Regions from separate parts of the Hordeum vulgare genome. Here region 2 is linked to region 1. Evidence: chromatin contacts called from public Hi-C data. All regions are on one chromosome and are shown on one strand. Each heading gives the region's core, a stretch centred on a gene start, on an enhancer-like site or on the middle of the called end of the contact. The rest is flanking DNA. Distances are from core to core; before and after follow the strand shown. Region 1 holds the start of LOC123426979. Region 2 holds the start of LOC123430409 (protein DCL homolog, chloroplastic-like).

Region 1 (5,880 bases), core at 1,741-4,240:
CAACGATTGTGCAAGGGGCTGTGGTGGTCCAAGGCTGCTGCAGTGCTGCTAGGGATGCGCGAGGCGCGACGGCCTTGGCAGGGCGGCAGGGTTCGTGCGAAGGGAGCTCAGGCTGCAGGTGGAGTGCAGCACGAGCGAGGTCCTGCTGGCGGCGGGGCGAAGCCATGCGAGGGATGCGGCGTGGAGGCAAGCTCAGGGGCCGACGAGGGGGTTAGCTGCGGGTTGGCCAGAAGAGGCACTAGGAAACTCTGGCGGGGTAGAGGATCTCGGCGCACGCAGAAGGGATGCGGCGGCGCTAGCTCTGGTGGCCGGAGGGGCTGAGGAGAGTCATGGAGAGGGGGCCTCACGATGCGGGAAGAGGGAGGCACCGCAAAAGGCTGTCAACCATGGGGGTCGGGGCCTCCTTTGTGGTCTCGTGCGAGGGGCGCTGTGTGGCGGCGGGCACGGGAACGAGAGGGGATCGGGAGGAAACGCTGGGAGGACGAGGAACACGGGATCGAGGAGGAGAGGCATCGGGCCGGGGCGCTAGGGCAGGGGGGAGCTGGGCCTGCTCCCTCCCCATATTAGGTTTTTTTAAAACTCTTAAAACAGAAACCTTTTTTTTAAATAAAGAAAGGCTTTTAACAAAGAGAAAATAAATAAATAAATAAATAAAAATGCCTTTGCTCCTTTAAAAATACACCCCAACTTTAAAAATAGTTTGGGCATTTTTAAAAGAAATAAAATAAAACCTTTTGAAGAATTAAAATTAAAACCCGTTTACAAAAGAATAAAAAAATCAAACCCCTTTTATAAATAAAAGCGTCTCTAGTTTTAAAAAAATAAGGAAGGAAAAAAATAAAGCAAAACCTAGGGGTTTCCCCCACATTTAATAAAATGATTTTCTTTAAAAGAAGACGAATCTTTATTTTTTAAAAAATAGGGGTTAAAACGGAACTTTAGCAAAACCAAAAAAACGAAATAAGAGGGAGAGAGAGGAAGAGTTCCTATCGCACTAAGACTCGGTGAGCACTCGAAGCACACACACTCAAAACACCACACACGACAGACGATGCAAGATGCCATGCATGATGCGACGATGCAAACTAAATGATGATGCAACAAATAAAACTAACCACACGACGGAAACGGAAATAAAGGGGAATCTTCTGGGGCGTCGGCATCGGGCTGTCACAAACGCGCGGACCCATTTCCGGCCCAAATTTGGGACTGAAATACGCCGGCGCGGACGCAAAGCGCATGCGCGTGCGCACTCTCGGTGTCCGCCTCAATTATCCGCGGTCAACAGAATTAATGATGACCGCCCTCCCCGGGCCCATGCGTCAGTGACTGCGGTCGGCCTTTTTTAATCCGAGCGTGCAGTGGGGTTCGGCCTCATCTGCTTCCAGACCTCCGTCCCCATCTCGCCACCTCTCTGCTCCCTCGTCGGTGACCAAACCCTAGCCAGCAGCCATGGACGGCTTCTTCGGCAAGAACAAGGGCAAGGCCCCCGCCGTCCATCCCCGCGGGCTCGCCACGAGATCATCATCCCGCCGGCCTCGTCAGCGGACCAACGTCCTGGTTCACCAAGCGAAGTGGCGCTGGGAGCACCGCATCTCGCTGCTGTACCTGTACATGACCCTCCGCACGACTGGCATCTGGATCTGAAGAGGATCCCGGTGCCGGCCGTGCTACGGTTGGCGCGGACGTACGCGGAGGAGGTGAGTCGCCGGCGGCGGCAGCTGATGCCGGAGCAGCGGCTCAACCCCATCTACGTGGCCGACTCTCCCCACCGGGAGGTCTGGTTCGCGTTCGAGTATGAGGAGCAGCGCCGACGCGGTGTGCGCGATGTGCAACCAGACCCTCCGCCGCCCCAGCCAGTTGTTCACGACGAGGACCAAGAGGCGGAAGCCGCCTATCAGGCGGCGCTCGCAGCCGTGCTCCTCGATAGCGAGGAGGAAGAGCGGCACAAGGCCGAGGAGGAGGATGCGACATACGAGGCACAACTCGCGGAGGCCATCGACCATCTCGCTGTCCGCCGCCGCCGCCGTCGACGTGCCGCCTCCGTCGAAGAGCGAGCCGCAGCTGGAGGTCTACCAGTGGACTGGCTGCCTCCGCGAGTGGGTCAGCGCGCCGCCCATCTGGTTGAGCGCGACACCACAACAGGAGGCCTTCTACCTCCAGTACTGGAGGGCGTTGCACCTGGCGGAGGAGCGTGCCGACGGCGCACGACAGATGAAGCTGGAGTGGGAGGCAGAGGAGGAATGGCTGGAGATGAAGGAGGAGGAGCGCGCCCGTGCTACACTGCCACCGCCACCAACACAACCCACACCGGCGGGACATACGAGGGAGGCGCGGGCAGCGACGCTCTGGAACACGGCGTTCCCTTAGACCGGCCCTGCGCCGATGCTGGTTGACCTCACCGTCCCCGACGTCGACGACGAGGACACCTAGGGCAGCCGCATAATTTAGGTTTTTTAATGTTTAATTAATATAATGGGGACCCGTGGACTCTCGCCGGATTTCATGACCGACTTTAATATTTAATTAATGTTTATTTTTATTTTTGAAAAATGTTTGAATTTTTTTCATGCGCCGTCAAAATAGATCGGGGCAGCGTTGGACGCATACGTCGAGCCAAACACAGAAACGAACGTTCGTGTCCGGCAGACCGACCCGAACGAACAAAAAACAAACAAAATCACAGTCCGTTCGGATCGACCGGTTCTAGTTGCTCTTATACGGTAAAAATGATATGCGCTCTCTCGCTCATTTTCTCCCATGTATACGTTGTACGTATCTCCGTGGAGCTGCAGTTACCAGTGTCTAGTGGTAGACCCCTCATTTAGGTTGGCTGAGAACCAGATGCCTCCGGTGTGCGAGTGGTTGGTGTTTCCTTCTCTTCCTTTTCCTTTCACATCACCGCTAATTTTACTCACTCCACCATTGCTGGGTGGAAATGTCAAAGAGAAAAGCATATACTATCGCTGAGTGGAACTACTAACCAGGAGAGAGAAGGCGAGATAGATTAGGTGGTAGTCTGACTCCGCACGCTTCTCCCCTCCCCCTCCCCCTTCTCTCGTCTCGTCCCCCTCTCCCTTCCAAATCGAAATCCCCCACCCATACTGAGCCAGTGAGCTCCACACTCCTCCCCAGCTCGCCCCGGCGTCCCGGCACCGGGTGGATCTGTCAGGGCGCGGGCGCGCGTGCGCGGCTTGAGGAGCAGAGGCGAGGACTTTCCTCTATCTTGCCGTGATTTGCTAGCCTGTTCTTGAGATTTCTCCGCTTGGATCGACCCGTGAGTTCCTTTTCCTGCCTCTCACCCCCTGTGCAGCTCTCCTCTTTCTTCTTCTCTTGCGACGGTAAGGGCGTGGACTGTGTGTGGATCTCCTTTTGGATAATTTCCTTCTTCTCGCGCTGTTCATGCTGGATCTTAGCTATTTCTCCTTTGATGCCCATGTTGGTCTTGATAATTAACCACACGGAGAAGATTCTTGGTCTGCTTCCTGCTCGCCTTTCGTAGATTTGGTGCAGATTATGCCCTTTCTTTCTAATTTTGTGCTTTGCTAGCTAGGTAGCGCTACTTTATTTTCACAGGCTGAAGGAAAAAAAAAATCCCCTTTTGGGCCAGAGAGAGGCCGAGATTATGCAGCAAAATCCTTGTGTTGATTTCCCACCACATATGTTCCCTGGTTAAACTACCCCTCCCCCCTCCCTTTCTCCATTTTTCTGTCTATTTATTTCCCCATCAACCAAGCAGTACCAGATAAGCTAACCTCATGTGCTTAGCAACTGTTCATCTCTTGTTACCTCATACTGCTTTGTGCGAATCCTTGCAGGAGCTGTGTGATCTGTGTAAGCTTCCCACTAATCCACTTCTTGATTTGCCCACCAACCCACTTGTGCTTGGGACTACTGATATTTCATGTGGTTTCGTCTTCGACTAATCTAAGAGCAACCCGTCTTCCATTCCTCCCCTTCTCTTCCCCTCTCCACTCCAATCACTCCTGCATCTCCCTTCCACATAAAATGACACGATAGATTCCCCAAGAAGAGCTCGTCTGATGGGTGGACATGAAATAACATGGGTCTTGGTTTCTGTTTGCAGGTGCCTGATGAGGTAGTTGGGGGCAGCCAAGGAAGCAAAGGTTCTTGCTTTCCACCGGGTGAACTTACTACCTCGTTACATTCACCAGATCGATGCTACCAAGTGATCATCCTTCAGGCCCCTCGTGCTCCTCCCAGTCTGTGGTCCGGGTTGTGGGTGCTGATCCAGGGACGTTCCACGCCGCCGACTTGCCGGAGTCGGCAGGCCAAGGTCCTGTGGATCTTGTCCCACCGTGCCCCACCTTCTCCATAAGGTGAGAAATAAGAGGGACCTTTCTGATTACTGGTTTAGTACCTTCTGATATGGTTTAGCAGCTCGGGGTTTATTATCTTCTTAAAATGGTTGATTTGCGTCTTTCCGTTTATCATCTTCTTAAAATGGTTGATTTGCGTCTTTCCAAAGGCACGGATTAATTATTGGGTGCAGCTTTGAGGGGTGGAATCGATGATTGGGCGTGCACTGTTGCTTTCATGGGGTTAATCTGTGTTGTTGTGGTGGGTGTCTGACTGGCTATGGGATGAGGCTGTTGGCTGTGGGTGTGGGGGGAAAGGATCCAAGAAACTGAAACATGCAAAAGGGATTCCTTGTTCCAGGAATCTAATTTGACAGCTGTTTGCAGCTAACGTTTCCTTTTATTTCTTTCTTCTTATCTTTTTTCCTACTTAGTGATGTTATGCTGTAAATAGATAGGGTGATTGTAGTTCCTTGTTGATGTTTTCCTCTCGTTTTTCTTCCTTTTGACATAGTCCAGCTGACCATTACTGAAGCCGTTTGGATACTATACGTGGCATATATGATTTACTGGAGAAGAAGTGTCAGTGCTTCTGGTTAGTAGTGTGGGGGTAAAAGCAAGAACTGGGTTAGCCTATTGGATGCGGTGTGGTGGATTCTATTAAATGTGATGGCAAATTAATGTATATGACGTATTTTGAGAGCGTAATAAGACACCCATTCTTGAATCTTGTTTGGGAAGTGTGGGTGCCGTAGAATTGCTGGTTCTTCAGCTGGTTGTTCAGGCAGGAGCAGATCCCAACGGTGGATGTGCGAAAAGCCATCCCGTGTGACGGAGCCACAGTACGGCCAGCTTGTGCAGCTGCTCCACCGGAGGAGTCTCCATTAGTATAATCACTGCGTGAGGGTTTGAACGTCAGTTCTTATGGGCATTCTTTCACCGAGAGTGCAACTATCAGACCTTGCCCCGGCCCGACAAGCTGACTCCGCCACTGGGCATCCCTAATGACAAGTAGTTTCTGCAAAAACACCTTGGAGACTACGTGCCATTTTCTGGTATGTTGCTCATTTGCATGTGCGGTGTGATGAAAGATTGCAATCTGGTCTGTCTCCTCGCATGCGGCTATGGGCAAGTGCCAATGGCGAACACGCCACAAAGGAACACAGCTGGTTTTATTTTAGAGCGAGCTGATAGCGGTAGTGGGATTCTTGTGGGATAGCCAGCGTCCATGTGAGAAATGGGTGGGGACTCTTGGACTTGCCTCTTCTGTCAGGCTCTGTATAGTCTTATCTTTTTTCTTCCGAAGTCGCAGTGTCTAAACACCCACCACCTCGTTCCAAGTGTTTCAGTGTTTACGGTATTCTAAAGAGGAAGGTGCGGCTGTGTTGTTAAAGAAAGATAAATTCCCTTGCGACCGTGACACTTTGAAATTTGTATTATAGTTCAGGTTGGCTTACTTGGTCATTAATTCATCTTAAACATAAATTCAATTTTAATCCGAATCATTTGAACAAAATTTATTGAAATTTGTTTTTCATCCAAATCATTCGAAGGACATGTT
Region 2 (6,458 bases), core at 123-2,622, 320 kb before region 1:
GAAACAGTATATGCGGTTGCCCCTGGAGTTGGCGTAAATTACTTGCACAATGCTACCAGCGACCAGCCCACCAATCCGATCGAAAAGAAAGCAGCCATTCCCTCGTCTCGAACTCCCGATAAGGTTTCCGTCGCCGCCGCCACTCTTCGATCTTCCGTCGCTGCCACTCGACCCGTCGCCGCTGCCACCGACCTGCCCTCACCGGTCTCCTCTGACGAAGGGTGCCGCCGCCGCATGTCCTCCCCTCGACGCTTCTCCACCGCTCGCTCACCGTCTTGACGTGAGACAGAGAGAGGGCGTGCGCGCCCCGTCCCCGCTCGCTCGCCGTCCCGGAGGGCCTCGATAACAACGGCATGGATGGAGCTAGCCCCTCCCCGCCGCCGCTGCCACTCGACCCACCCTCGTCGGTCGCCTCGGACGCCATGCCTCTCGTTTCCAAGCATCCTCTTGTCTTTGCTCCTCTTGTCCGTCGAGCTACCGGATGGACCTCCGACGGCTCGCCTTCTCCCATGCATCTCTATCAAGCTTGCATCGGCCACCTATTGGGACGGCTCCCGCGTTGGCAAGCTCGCCCGCAAGGTGTTCGGGCTATTGCCTGCATGCCCCTTTTTTTTCTTACAATCAAGTTTACACTGAGGTTTGACTTTCCGCACATCTAATTGTGATATTTGTATGAAAGACAATGATGTTCATAATTGAGATATCGTAGAAATCACTTTCATGTTCATATTTGTGATCAAGGGTATTACACACTATTCAAAAGTGAATGCAGATATAAGCTAAAATGATAGAACCTAAAATGAATGGATGACTTATTTTCATCACAGCTTCTCGGTGGCTTATTCCTATCACCTCAAAAGAACGGCCCCTAACTGATGTTTGCGCTTCGTGTTCGGTTGGACCGTGTAGAGCCGAGTAGTTGCTTTAGAGGGTGTTTGGTTACAGGGACTTATTAGGGACTTAGAACTTATAAGCCCTTTTAAGTCTCATCCAAACCAAACAGAAGGAACTTATACAGACTTAAAATGGGTATTTAGGACTTATGAAAAATACTCTTAAAGAGGGACTTATAGGGATTTATAGTTGTAATATGATCTTTTAGTCCTTGTTAAGTCCTAGAAACCAAACAGGTAAGAACTTTTTAGGGACTTAGGACTTATAAGTTGGGACTAAAAAAGTCATAGGACTTATGAATCAAAGAGGACCTCAATCGGGCTTATTTTGGGCTTGATCCGGGGCTTGAGCTTTTGTCGACTGACCTTCCGAAATTACGAGAGGCACCCACGTGTATGGTGGTGCGTGTACATGCACGTTTTTTTTTTCCTTTTGAAATTCATCATGCCCGTCCCCGTCGTCGAACAAAGCGACAATCCCGTCGGCCGTCTTCTGTGCCCGCTCCGTCCCCTCCGCTGTGTAGCCACAGGGATAAGTTTCTTCCCGGAATAGATACCACCAATCAACCCCCTCACGCACCCATCCACCCACACCACCACAAAGGGGGCGGCATGGCTCTGGCCGCCGCCGCCGCCGTCGCCGTACCGTTCCTCCTCTACGCCCGCCTCGGACCGCGCTCCGCGCTGGCGCTGTCCCCCCGCCGCCTGCTGTCCTGCTCCACACCCGCATACGAGCCCCGCCAGTCCGCGCGGCCGCCGTTGTCGAAGCAGCCCGAGCCCGAGTCCCAGGTGCCGTGGAGGGCCGCGGAGGCCGAGATCCTCCGCGACGTCGGCCCCGTCGTGCAGCTCATCAAGGACATCCTCCACTCGGACAGATACGCAGACGGCGAATGCCTCGGTCCCGCGGACGAAACCGTCGTTGCGCAGAAGCTCCTGGCCTATCATCCACGCGCGGAAGATAAGGTTGGCTGCGGGCTTGACGGCATCATGGTCGACAGGCACCCGCAGTTCAGGAAGTCTAGATGCCTCTTCGTCGTTCGCATGGATGGCGTCTGGATCGATTTCTCCTACCAGAAGTGCCTCCGTGAGTACATCCGGAAGAAGTATCCGTCGCATGGGGAGCGATTTATACGAGAACATTTCAAGCGAACCTGAAGCCTAGTTTAGCTGATCATTTAGTAGTGGGTGCAAAGATGATGTATGTTTTGAAATCCCTTGTTTATAGTATTATTGAGCCCCTCAGCTTATGTTTGATAGGCATCCGGAGAAGATGTTTGCTTCTTTATATCAGCTTCTTTGGGCCTTGGTCCAGAGCTGGGCTACTTTCTTTTTTGACTGGCGTATGTGATGATTTATTGAAGGAAAAAGGGCGTTGAAGGTGTTGAGCGGTCGTTTCCAGCTTACTGTGATGCCTCTGGTTCAGAGGGTCAGTTTCAGCAAAGTCATCCATCCACTTTACCAAGGATTGTCCAAGCGTGCTTATGGATGAAATCAAATTTGTTCTGGAGGTTTGTGGAACAAGGTGCAGGGTTGGGTGGGAAGGATGCCATCAGCAACGAGGAAAGAAGTAATGATCAAATACGTGGCTTAACTTGTGCCAAAACTTGTGCCATTAGCTAAGAGGTGCTTGGATACGTTTTAGTCCCACGACTAAAAGTAATGAGACTAAAACTTGCTAACCTCATTCATGTTTGGATCCAAATACTAAAAAAACTAAAATCAAGTTAATGAACAATTATTATCCTTCAAAACCTTCAACCCAGAACTCGTCTGTGTTAAAGGAGAGGAGTTAAATGAGGAGAGAGGGGACTAATCCACATTTTAGTACGGGTACCTCTGACTAACTTTTTTTTAGTCTAAGACTAGTTTTAGCCTCTTTTTAGTCAAGTATACTTGAAATTTTAGCCTTTTAAAAAGACTATTTTTAGTCAGACTAAAATAAGTCTTTTGGATCCAAGCACCCTCTTACTCTCTCCGGTAGGAACTTTCATTAATCAAATGAGATGATTACATTCAGACTTAACTATGCTATCATCGGGAAAATTTCGTAGCCAACAAGTAGCTCGTTGTTGCACCCGTCCCATATAGGCAAGGGTGTGCCTAGCCACATTAGCATGCCGACTGATCTTAGCTAGATTAATGTTCCTCTCACGATCCAGGACCATTCTGATCTCACTAACTCGGTACGCGTAACGCGATCTATCAACATCCATCGACTGAATCAATTGCAGCAGTTCGGCACGGTGTGTTTCCACCACCAACGATAGGTTTGACCACTGGAGAGCCAGTCCAAGTCCTTCATCCATCGCAGCCATCTCAGCTTCCAGGGCATCGGCACAATTAACGAGCACACGCGTCGCTGCAAAAATAATCGCACCTTCATGGTCACGGAGAATCATTCCCGCACTAGCCGAGCCGTCCTCTTTGAGAAAAGCACCATCAATATTCAGCTTAGCGTGAGCAGCATCAGGGGCAACCCATTGTGTCTTTGGATTTATTTCATGTATGGCCTATCGTGGAAATGATCTTGACAATACTATCAGGGATACAAGCGAGGGGTGAAGCTTAGCTACACGCGGTGGTTCTAGTTCGGACCCTATTCGGAAATGATAACGACCCTATGTTTCACTTAAATTTCAATGGTATTTAAGTGTGCCAACTTACTCGGGAATGGAACGACCCTACGTCTCACTTAACATCGAGTTTGCGCCAACTTACTCTAATCGTATTTGAAACTTCTAAGAGGATTGTGTTCTCACTCAAAATTTCAATGGTAGGAAGTTTTGGTGGGGGCGTAAGGTACGGAAGCGAGTGATTGCCCCGGTTCCTAAGGCCTCATTTGGTTCATAGGACATGAATATCGTAATAATAGAAAATCATAAAAAGTGTGGTAACATGTGTCTCAATTTCTATAGAAAAATAGATATCACTTGATTCTTAGGAGTTAGGATAGATTTTTTTCTTCATTAGGTCTAGGCTACTGTTTCCCCCCTTGATATGTAAACGATTTGTTCCTATTCTACATATGAATAGGAATTCATTCATACAAACCAAAGGGCTTCAAAGGAGATTTTTCCTACAAAATTCGTGTCATTCGAATTCCTACAAAATACTTTTAAACCAAAGGAGGCTTAAGTACATAGATGGGATTAGTTTCAGAGACACCGAGATTGATTTTGCCTTGCTTACTCGTCAGACATGAAGGATTGTGCAAAAACCTCAGATATTGAGCACCCAAGTCATGCACTGTCAGGATCTGCCCTTTCTTCATAATGGGTTGGGGCTCACCCATCAAAAGTCCGGAGGTCAATTTCGGAAGGTACGGATATTTTGAAACAATGATTTAGGTCTTTTTGGATTGTAGGAATTTTGCAGGATTTTTGTAGGAGTACAATATACTTTGGAATTTTCCCCAAGGAATGACTTTGGATCAAAGAAGTGGTATCATGCACTTATCAAGCTACATCGGTTACTTGTTCATATATCATGCTACCAATGTATCATCGTGTCATGCACTTATGAACTGCACTATGGTAATGTGTGTCTTGAGATATTTTTGACGAGGAAATTGTTGAGCACATGCTATGAAATGAGATGGATGATCCGAAGCAATGGAGAATCTCTATGATTGATACCCTCACGCATCATGATTTTGTGAAAATGATGGTTACCGTGTGGGCGATCTAGCAAGCACATCAGAAGATCATTCATGAGGATGAGTACTAATGCACTCTATACATTCTCGTTCAACCTTTATTTCCTTGAGGACTTGGAAGTGTCATATTTTGTGTTGGCCCCGACGAAAATCCTCGGTGCCTTCCATGAATCTGCACAGGTGGGTTGTGACGTTGGAAGGCTTTGTTAACCTGAACGCTGATGGTGTCGAGCGGGGAATAAAGGTGTTGTTGGGTATGTGTGTAGAGATTAAAATGTTAATTGTATGTTGCATTGGCTAGGGTGATGAAAGAAATGCTAAACCCGATTACACTTGAAGCTATTGGATGTTTTAAGCCCGTATGTAATGCTCAAAGATCTTGCGAAAACCAAAATATCCTTTGCTTGAGACTGTGCAGAGGTCGTCACGTGTATTTGCGGACGATGACTAAAATTATCCAAGCCTTGAGACTATCAAAGTCGTATCATTGGACCCCTCTAGGACAACACAAGGTGTTAGAAAATTAGGCAAGACCATAATTAATTCCAGTAAACAATTCATGACTAGAACCAAAACTAGCATGCAACAATTTAGTAAAGTAGATATGAACATCAAGATATGCACATCATCATCTCACACAAAGTAGCAACCACATATAGAGATATTAACAGATCACGAATAACGTATTGCTCGTTAGCTGCTGTAGGAGCGACGATATTGATGATAATGTTGGCGATGATGTCTTGTTGTCAGCGATGGAGACAACGATGAGTAGCACCACCCCACTTGGATGATAGACGACCCGTGATGATGAATTTGAGCAGTCATGCAGAGCGCTTCCTAAAAACCTAATCCGTCATCTCTTGGTGCATGATCGCAAGGACAAACGGTTCCGAAGACCCGCTCTCTCGCACGCCGATGCACGCCGGCGTTCGAGACAAGGTAGACTATGGTGGCGACGCAAGTTGCAAGATGAGGCAAAACCCTAGGTGTTTTCGGTATGTCTTTGGCTGAGGCCGGTAAGTAGCATATATATAGGAGGACCGGAGGCGGTACCTGTCGCGATCATTATCTCAAACCGACTTGGTTTCTAAGTCGTACACTTACCAGACAAGAAATAATTAACTTGTGTGCCAAGGCATAAAAAATAAGACGAAAAAAGGAAGCCGCGCCCCCGCAAGGCAACAGACCGGATTTCGGCGGACCATTCACACTTATGTCACATGTAAGCCCCGCCCTGCCCAGGCCAGGCGACGCGAGGACGCGTGTGATCTTCTTCTTTCTCTTCTCAACACACACTTAGAATGGTGGGAATAACTAAATACATAAAAAGTTTCAACTCTTCCTCAACTAGCGATATGATAGTAAACTTTAACACCACCATACCACCACTTCCCATTTTATTCATGGGCTCATCTGAGATTTTAGAATTTGTAGATGGACCAATCCCATTTATTCTAACACAAGGTAGGGAGCCCAATAGAAGGTACCTTCCATACACGGGAGCTCCTACCTGCCGCTCACTGCGGCAGGCAGCCGTGCGCCGCATAGGGGCTCGCCCCGACTGGGCCGACCCAGTTTTGTTTCTTTTTTTGTCATGTTACTTTTTATCTTTTCTGTTTATTTCCTTTTTTTGGTTCGTTTTTTCTTTCCTTTTTTCCTTTTATTTTTTTATTTTAAGAAAAAAAAACATTTTTCGAATGAGAATTTTTTTTTTGAAAAATCATGAACAAATTTGGAAGCGTGAACCATCTTTTAAAGCATGAATTTTTTTTAAATCTTGAGATACAAATTTTGAAGAGGAGAACTATTTTGGAAATCCCTGAAAAATTTGAAAGCGCGAACAAATTTTTAAGCATGAACAATTGTTGAATTTTGAGAAAAAAATTTGAAATCGAGAACAATTTAAA

What was found. A called contact is a pair of places that touch in the nucleus more often than the background predicts.
Region 2: a contact with region 1 is called in a Hi-C map of an unstated tissue, with 6 times the contacts expected there. The contact joins the promoter of LOC123430409 here to the promoter of LOC123426979 in region 1. A contact is called at or near these places in 3 of 6 Hi-C or Micro-C datasets (leaf, seedling and an unstated tissue) and 1 of 1 datasets of contacts at active chromatin or transcription factors (embryo).

What each region holds. Positions count from the first base shown.
Region 1 is chr2H:521,250,473-521,256,352 of MorexV3_pseudomolecules_assembly, reverse strand. LOC123426979 reads left to right here and starts at 2,990. Exons shown (of 4, transcript XM_045110900.1): 1 at 2,990-3,277; 2 at 4,088-4,340. The coding sequence starts at 4,180.
Region 2 is chr2H:521,567,996-521,574,453 of MorexV3_pseudomolecules_assembly, reverse strand. It overlaps LOC123430409 (protein DCL homolog, chloroplastic-like), which reads left to right and starts at 1,372. Exons shown (of 1, transcript XM_045114277.1): 1 at 1,372-2,278. The coding sequence starts at 1,506. The coding sequence ends at 2,048.